Regions from separate parts of the Mus musculus genome. Here region 1 is linked to region 2. A link is a contact called in public promoter capture Hi-C data. All regions are on one chromosome and are shown on one strand. The core of a region is the stretch at or near the end of the contact, and the rest is flanking DNA. Distances in the headings are between cores, read along the strand shown. Region 1 has its middle 100 kb from the start of Gm38773. Region 2 has its middle 8.0 kb from the start of Wnt16.

Evidence for each region. Promoter capture Hi-C pulls out the DNA fragments that hold promoters and counts their contacts.
Region 1: a promoter capture Hi-C map of liver shows a contact between it and region 2, with 1.9 times the contacts expected there. The contact joins two enhancer-like sites. A contact is called at or near these places in 16 of 39 promoter capture datasets (the 3T3-L1 cell line, 3T3-L1-derived adipocytes, the HPC-7 cell line and 8 more), 1 of 15 datasets of contacts at CTCF or cohesin (pro-B cells), 6 of 484 Hi-C or Micro-C datasets (Th1 cells, embryonic fibroblasts, embryonic stem cells and 1 more), 7 of 115 datasets of contacts at active chromatin or transcription factors (bone marrow-derived macrophages, craniofacial prominence, embryonic stem cells and 1 more) and 5 of 9 other capture datasets (adipose tissue, embryonic stem cells, liver and 2 more).

What each region holds. Positions count from the first base shown.
Region 1 is chr6:22,492,305-22,495,897 of GRCm38.p6, forward strand. No RefSeq gene overlaps it. Among named protein-coding and RNA genes, the nearest start is that of Gm38773, 100 kb to the left of the region's middle. Within about 2 kb of position 1,502, at least 37 of the 459 cell types and tissues checked have an H3K27ac peak or open chromatin away from gene starts, as enhancers often do. A contact at or near this core is called in bone marrow-derived macrophages and liver, where this site is marked.
Region 2 is chr6:22,278,521-22,282,013 of GRCm38.p6, forward strand. No RefSeq gene overlaps it. Among named protein-coding and RNA genes, the nearest start is that of Wnt16, 8.0 kb to the right of the region's middle. Within about 2 kb of position 2,196, at least 85 of the 459 cell types and tissues checked have an H3K27ac peak or open chromatin away from gene starts, as enhancers often do. A contact at or near this core is called in bone marrow-derived macrophages and liver, where this site is marked.

The DNA of each region.
Region 1 (3,593 bases), core at 252-2,751, 210 kb after region 2:
TATATATTTACTTGTATGTGTGCATGTCCCACTGTCAAAAGGCGCTTCTCTGGCCAAGGCTGAAAGCTGCACTAGTCTAAGGGTGTCATCATAAATATTTAGAAGGCATTTTAATGACATTTGTTCAGGAAAAACATTAGTAGGCCCCCCCTGATAGGGTCTGTCTACCATCTCTCTAACCATAGGCTTTTGACCAAGTAAGTCTACCATATAAGGTATGCATTCCCTTCTGTGAAGAGGGCATCGGATCTAATCGGGAAGGAGTTGGTTTCAGCCCAGGGTAGTTATGCCTCTCCTGTACCACTGGGCACATCTTGTCTGATAGATTAATATGGTAGTACCCCGGGGTCCACAGTTTGTTTACTCTTTCTTATAAAGCTTTATGTCCAACCACCTGCAGACACACTCTTCTGGCAACAGGTGGTGTGTGTGTGTGTGTGTGTGTGTGTGTGTGTGTGTGTGAGAGAGAGAGAGAGAGAGAGAGAGAGAGAGAGAGAGAGAGAGAGAGAGAGAGAGAGAGAGATCTTTGCTGTCTGGTCCATTTTGTCTCAGACAGTGTGGAGAGAAATCCCCATGTCTTGTGAAGAGTGGAAGACAAGGTGAGGTTCCTTTCCTCTGTTTCGTTTCCCAAGGAAAAGGAAGCGTAGAAACGTAGAAAACGACCAGACGAGACAGCGAAAGACGCTCAGACAGTAGCACATTCTTTGGAAATAATTTGCACTTCAGGGATTTAGAAAGTAGAACACTTTCAGCTTTAAAAAGCAGTTTATGCTGCTTTGCTGCACTCCTCATTTGCCAAACAAATGATTATGTTACTATTTTAAGCACCGCATATTTAGTGCACGACTGTGGTCTGTCGGAGATACTTAATCACGCTGATAGAGTAGAAGAGTTGCAGGAAAGGAAATAACTAGAGCCGCTGAATATCCCACGCCTGCCCCGCCCCGCCCCATCTCCTTAGGATTCTGCGCAAAGGGAAGCATCCGCTACAGAGACATTTTAGCTAATAACTTAACAGACGGAAAAATATGTCCTAAGATCTGTTCTGTATCAAGTGGAAATCATAAACTGACAAATTTCATCTATTTAAGAGACGACCCCGAATCTGGAAATTTGAGGCTATTTCTCAAAAATCATCAAAATAAGGACTCGGCTTTGTCTGGGGCCATAGTTTTCAAACCTAACCTGTGAAATCACAGAAATTACAGTTTGATGACTCTGGGTTACACAAGCTGAAAAACTGGGCTCAGTGGGACAAGTAGCTTGCGTATCTGACTTTAGGCAAGACACCTTCTATCGACCGCTATTTCGATTTTTTCAGAAATTTATGCAACGTAGAAAAAAGCTTTTCTGTTTGTTTGCTTAGTTTTCGAGATTGTATTTTAATTACAACATTTCATTTTTTCCTTCTTCTTTCTTCTAAGCCCTTCTGCACACCCCTCCCTGGTATCCTTCACATTCATGGCCTCTTTGGGAAAGAGCTTTTAAGGCCCAATAATGCAGCATTTTCGGCTTGGCAGAACACTGCGGGGCTGACTAATCATCGTAGACAGTTCTTAACTAGAGAAGGAAAGCAGTTTCGAAAAAGTGGCAAGACTTAAACACAAGTACAGTTACTACTGGAATCCTATGTCGTTGAAAACATTTAGAGAAAAGTTTTTTTTTCCACAAAACTGCTAAAAGTAATTTTCAGCAAATAATATTTTCCCCCCTTTTCTTTTAAAAGTGGAATGCTCGCAATTTAAGAAATGCTGACAAAGCTGTTTCAGGACTCATGAGCCAGGACTGGCTATTTTAGATTCTCATGGCGCCATCTAGTGATTGAGACAAGCAATAGCATCTGTATTTGACCCAAAGGCTTTTTGCTTCTGAGGCTGCTCTGTGGATTTTTCTGCAGGGGTGAGTAGAATAACCACCTCCACAGACTTCGCTAGCTCTGCTCCGGGATACTGAGAAAAAAAATAATCTCATAATCTTGACACGGCTTTAGCCTTATTTGAATGAAAGGATATGGTTCTCAGCAAATATTTCAATCGTGCTTTTATCTTGAAATTCTTATTAATCTGGTACGACTTCCCTTTAAAGTACATTTTGCACTACTTTTTTCCAATTAAAGTTAACATGAGGCTAGAATTCACATTGAATTTAATATCAAAAATTGAAGCAGGAGACTGTTTCTGAAATTTGTAAGATGTAATGAAGTGTTTAAGACTACTGCATATTTTAATTAGAAAAGGGGACTTTCTTAGGAAGGAAAAGGTTGGATGCTTTATGCAAGTGGTGTTTTTATTGTGCAAAGGCACCATTCTAAAGAAGAAGCAGGAGGTTGGCTGTGAAAGGCAGGGAAGGCTGAGGGTGTGGGGCCCTGACTATCAGAAACTTCCCCTTTGGTTTCTAACGTTGTAAATACCTTTTCTCAAAGAGCTGTAAAAGGAAAATACTGGTACCTACCTATTTACTTACAATTTAGAGAATACATACTGTTTAAGAAGACAAAATGATGTGGAAGTATAAGATGCCCTAATTCTTTGGTGGAACCAGGCTCTGCCAAAAACCAGTGTCAGATGAGGCAGGGTCTAAGCTGTGGAAACAGCTGAGGAAGAGATCTGAGGATCAGCCTAGCCTGGTCCACCGCAAAAATCGGGCGAATATTGTACACTCAAAGCTCTTTCCCAAAGATGCCATGAATGTGGAGGAAAGCAGGGTGGGGTGAGTGGAATTTTAGGTCAGGCACTTGGGCCCCCTTTTTTCTTTTCTTTTTAGTGATCTCCTGTTGAGGTCAACTATGGCTCTTTTCCTGGTCAAAATTTAATTAGGTAGGGATACACACCACACACACATGTGTATTCATGTGTGTATAAAATCATATATATATATATATATATATATATATATATATATATATATATTTAGCTTTCTCTCTTTCTTAATAGCAGTGGCTGTGTATGGAGAGTTTTGTGAGTTAGTAAAACAACCCCCTAGAGAGAAAAATTTAACCCCAACTTTTAAAAAATTCAACTTAAACTCTTACAGTGTTTATAGTTTATAAAATTAAACATATGAAAGTTGGCCAAAGTTTAGAAATCTGATAAATTACACACACACACACACACACACACACACACACACACACACACGCGCGCGCGCGCGCGTGTATTAGCAATAAAAGTTCATCTCTCTTTTTACAGCTTATAGAATTCCTTGTTGAAATAGAGTAACTACCCTCTTGGAAAAGAGGGGGCTGTTTTATGAATGATGAATATATCGTTTTTTTTTTTTGTTGTTGTTTTTGCTTTTAAAGAGGTATTTATTTATTTTATGTATATGGGTACACTGTAGCTGTACAGATGGTTGTGAGCTAACATGTGATTGCTGGGAATTGAATTTAGGACCTCTGCTTGCTCTGGTCAACCTCGCTCTCACTGGCCCCAAGATTATTTATTATTATAAATGAGTACACCGTAGCTGTCTTCAGACACACCAGAAGAGGGCGTCTGATCTCATTACAGATGATTATGAGCCACCATGTGGCTGCTGGGATTTGAACTCAGGACCTTCAGAAGAGCAGTCAGTGCTCTTAACCGCTGAGCCAT
Region 2 (3,493 bases), core at 946-3,445:
ATCTGTGCCACTATCTAACTTTTTATAAGCCCTGTTGTTATCAGAATTGTTACAGGAAGATCTCTGTATTCAAGGTGTCCCTGGCTCCAGTCTATTATATGTCTTTGGTCAGATAGTATTGTTTAAACATTTAAAAAGTAGGCACACAAAAACCCCTCGGCTTGATGAAGTTACTAAGAACATCTAAACCCGAAGGAAAAGCAGTCCTGTGTGAGCCCAACCTTCCTACCCTCTTCTGCTTTCTCCAGCTGTGAAATATATTTATGACTGGAAAAATGCTTTTATTTGCTCATTTTTGAATTCCAAGGAGGACACACCTTAAAGAAAGCAATTGCCAAAAGTAACCTTCTATCACAATGTTACTGGCTGCCTTAAATCATCCTGAAAGCTGTGTCAGATCTCTTTGCATGTAGCCATCACACACATGTAGTATGTGCTTTATATGAAAGCTGCAAAATACATAACCTCTTAACAAGTAGTTGTGACTAGTAAATGAGTCAGAATACTGCTTTTAGTATTTTGATGTTCGTCTACATACTTCAATGGTATTTCTCAAATGTAACAGATTACAAGACAATTTTTCAAAAAACTATTGCTGTATGTATGTGAGTCTGCATGGGTGCACACATGTTTGTGGATATGTGTAGGTAGAGAGGACAACTTTGTGCAGTTGGCCCTTTTTTGGAGTCAGTTCTCCTCCTACCTGTCCGTGGGATTAAACTCAGGACCCCAGGCTTGCACAGCAAGCACCTTTACCCACTAAGCCCTCACAGGCTCTCTTTAATTATTATTTTTAAATTTTAATTTCATCCAGCTTTCCAACCTCCTATAAGTTAGCTTATTCCATATGTTTCAGGGCCACTTGCCTAAGATGGCAAGGTATGAAGAATGACGAGTTCATTTTAATGTTAAGAAAGAAGACTGAAAACAAAACAAGATAACATGTTCTACAGGTGATTGATCGTGTAATTTCCCTTTTCTCTGAATACAGTCCAGAACATGCGCACTGCAGCTGTGTTACCTTCAGCTTAGGTGACACTCTACAGTTTCTTTTGTTTGGTTGGTTAGTTGGTTTGGTTTGGTTTGGTTTGGTTTGGTTTGATTTGGTTTGGTTTTTGTTTTGTTTTTTTTCCGAGACAGAGATTCTTTGTGTAGTCCTGGCTTCCTGAAACTCACTCTGTAGACCAAGCTGGCCTTGAACTCACAGACATCAGTCTGCCTTTGCCCCATACGTGCTAGGATTAAAGGTATGAGCCACCTTTTCCCGGCCTGCCTCGCTATTTTGAGGACCTGCGATAAATTTTACGACACACTGCGGAACCAATTAGCATCTCTCTGCCTCTTTGAAATGTCTGGACTCTCCTTTCTTCCTTCTATGGTGAGAAATCTGACCTGATTTCTCATCTGAAGCATGGTTGGTGAGTCTCCAAAGGAAACTATTCCACCCTCCTTCTCCGTAGCCCTCTGTATCCTCAAAAGGAGCAAGCTCTCCACTTCCCGATGCCTCTTTCCAGTATCAGGTCTTGAATAAGTGCTTGGTCAGAGATTATATTATGCTTGTCCTTTAGCCTGAGGTTTGGTGTGAATGTTGGATCAGCTCTGTTTTATCTATTGGCCATGCTCTCTCCAGTTTCAGAGGATGAATTTTGCATGGTCTCACCCTACTAAGCAGCTTTTTTTTTCTCTCCATAACACTGATATTTACTCAGTTCAGTGCCCTGCATGCATGCTTTCTTCATCAGAACCCCTAGGGCTAGGGGAGTGGAGCATGACACGTTAGATTCCAGCACTGAACCCCACCCTGTGCTGCCAACAATTACTGTAAGATTAAGACACGCTGAGGGCCAAATCAGTTCCTGAAAGGGAACTCCTTCCACTAAAGCCTGCCCTAACTCAGTTAGCCTATAAGGCAAATATTGCTTCACTCCCCACAACAGCATTAAAAAAAAACTGAGTCCACCGTATTGGCCTGCTGCTGGTTTCACGAGCGAGCCCCGGGGGGTTCGGACAATGCGCTCTTGCTGAAATAGCAACTGCAATCTCTGATTCAGTCGGCTGGATTCCGATTCTGTTCTGGCATCTGGCCCAGGATATCAAAATTGTGGTTTTGCAGCCCGTTTTGGAGGCTGCTCCACTAAACCATGTGACAACCCCAAACAGTTGGTCTGGCACCAGAAGACTTCATCGGATTGTGAACTTGAGAGGCCTCGAGTTGCCTGTTTTTGTATTGATGCCTCCCTTCCCATAATCATTAACAGAAGGTGGGAGGCTGCAGTTGGAACATACCTCACACCTACTGAGCACTTGTGTTTTTTTGTCTCCGAGCCCTCATAAATCTCCTGGCTCTGTGCATTTGCCCACTCGAATCAGAGCTTTCTCCAGGGAAAACTCTGGTAAGAATTATTAGCATAGCTCAAAATGTTTTCCTGGTAGGTAAGCACATGACATGGCTGCAGACTTACCATAATGACTTAACAATCTCAGTTTACTTACTGATTTTAACACTAGAAGAAACAAAAGATGTGACATCTCTGGTTAAAGCCAGGTAGAAATCCCCTTGGAACTTGGGCAGGTCACAGCTAATTTCCTATTGAAAAGTGAAGGACCTGTACATCGTTGCCAATGCTGGTGACTCTGAAGTTATTGCTTCCTGCAGCTACCATTCTTATAAAAAGCCTCCTTGTCTGTTAAAAACCATACCACTCAGCCATTACTGAGTGATACTGTGTGTTTGGCCCTGTGGTAGACAATGGAAGATGCAAACACTTCCTCATAGTCTATGACTTAAAGACACATAATATAACTGATGACTGATATCTATCGGGGCACACTGGATCACTGTGAAAGGATAGCAAGTTTGGAGAAAAATGTTGTGCTAGAGATCTCCAGAGATGTCAACATTGGGCAGAAAGGAGTATAAAGATGGCCATCTCCTAAAGTGTTGTGACCTCAGAAAGGGATATAAAGATGGATGTCCCCTAAAGTGCTATGATCTAGAAACTGGTTGAGTGGGAAAGTGATTGAATGAGAAGGAAAAATTCTAATTTTAGTGGCAGAGTGTCCCAAGAAATTGAATATAAATATGGAAGCATATTTTTATGCCAAAGAAAAAAATTAATTCAGGATGAATACAGAGAATAGAGACGGGGTGATTTTAATCAGAAATAAGGGCTACTGATAAAACCCTGAATGAATCAGAGGGCTTCAAACTGACATTAAGAAAGATTTAAAAATAAGAATGGTTCCAGTCAAGAAGATAAAAGCATCAAGGTCAGGTTTCTAGGTGATTCGCCTCCTGTAAAGACTGGGGCCTGAGTAAACACCAAATGTCATTAGTCTATTGGCCAGGTTCAAGAAACTCTGTATTCATTTGCTTGCCAGAACCACATGAGGGTTTAGTATGGGAGGTGAAACACCGTGAGGAGGAGCCCTTCACACATGTGTGCAGCATCAGTGTTAGCTGGCTCTTGACCGGCAATTTGTTGACTAAATG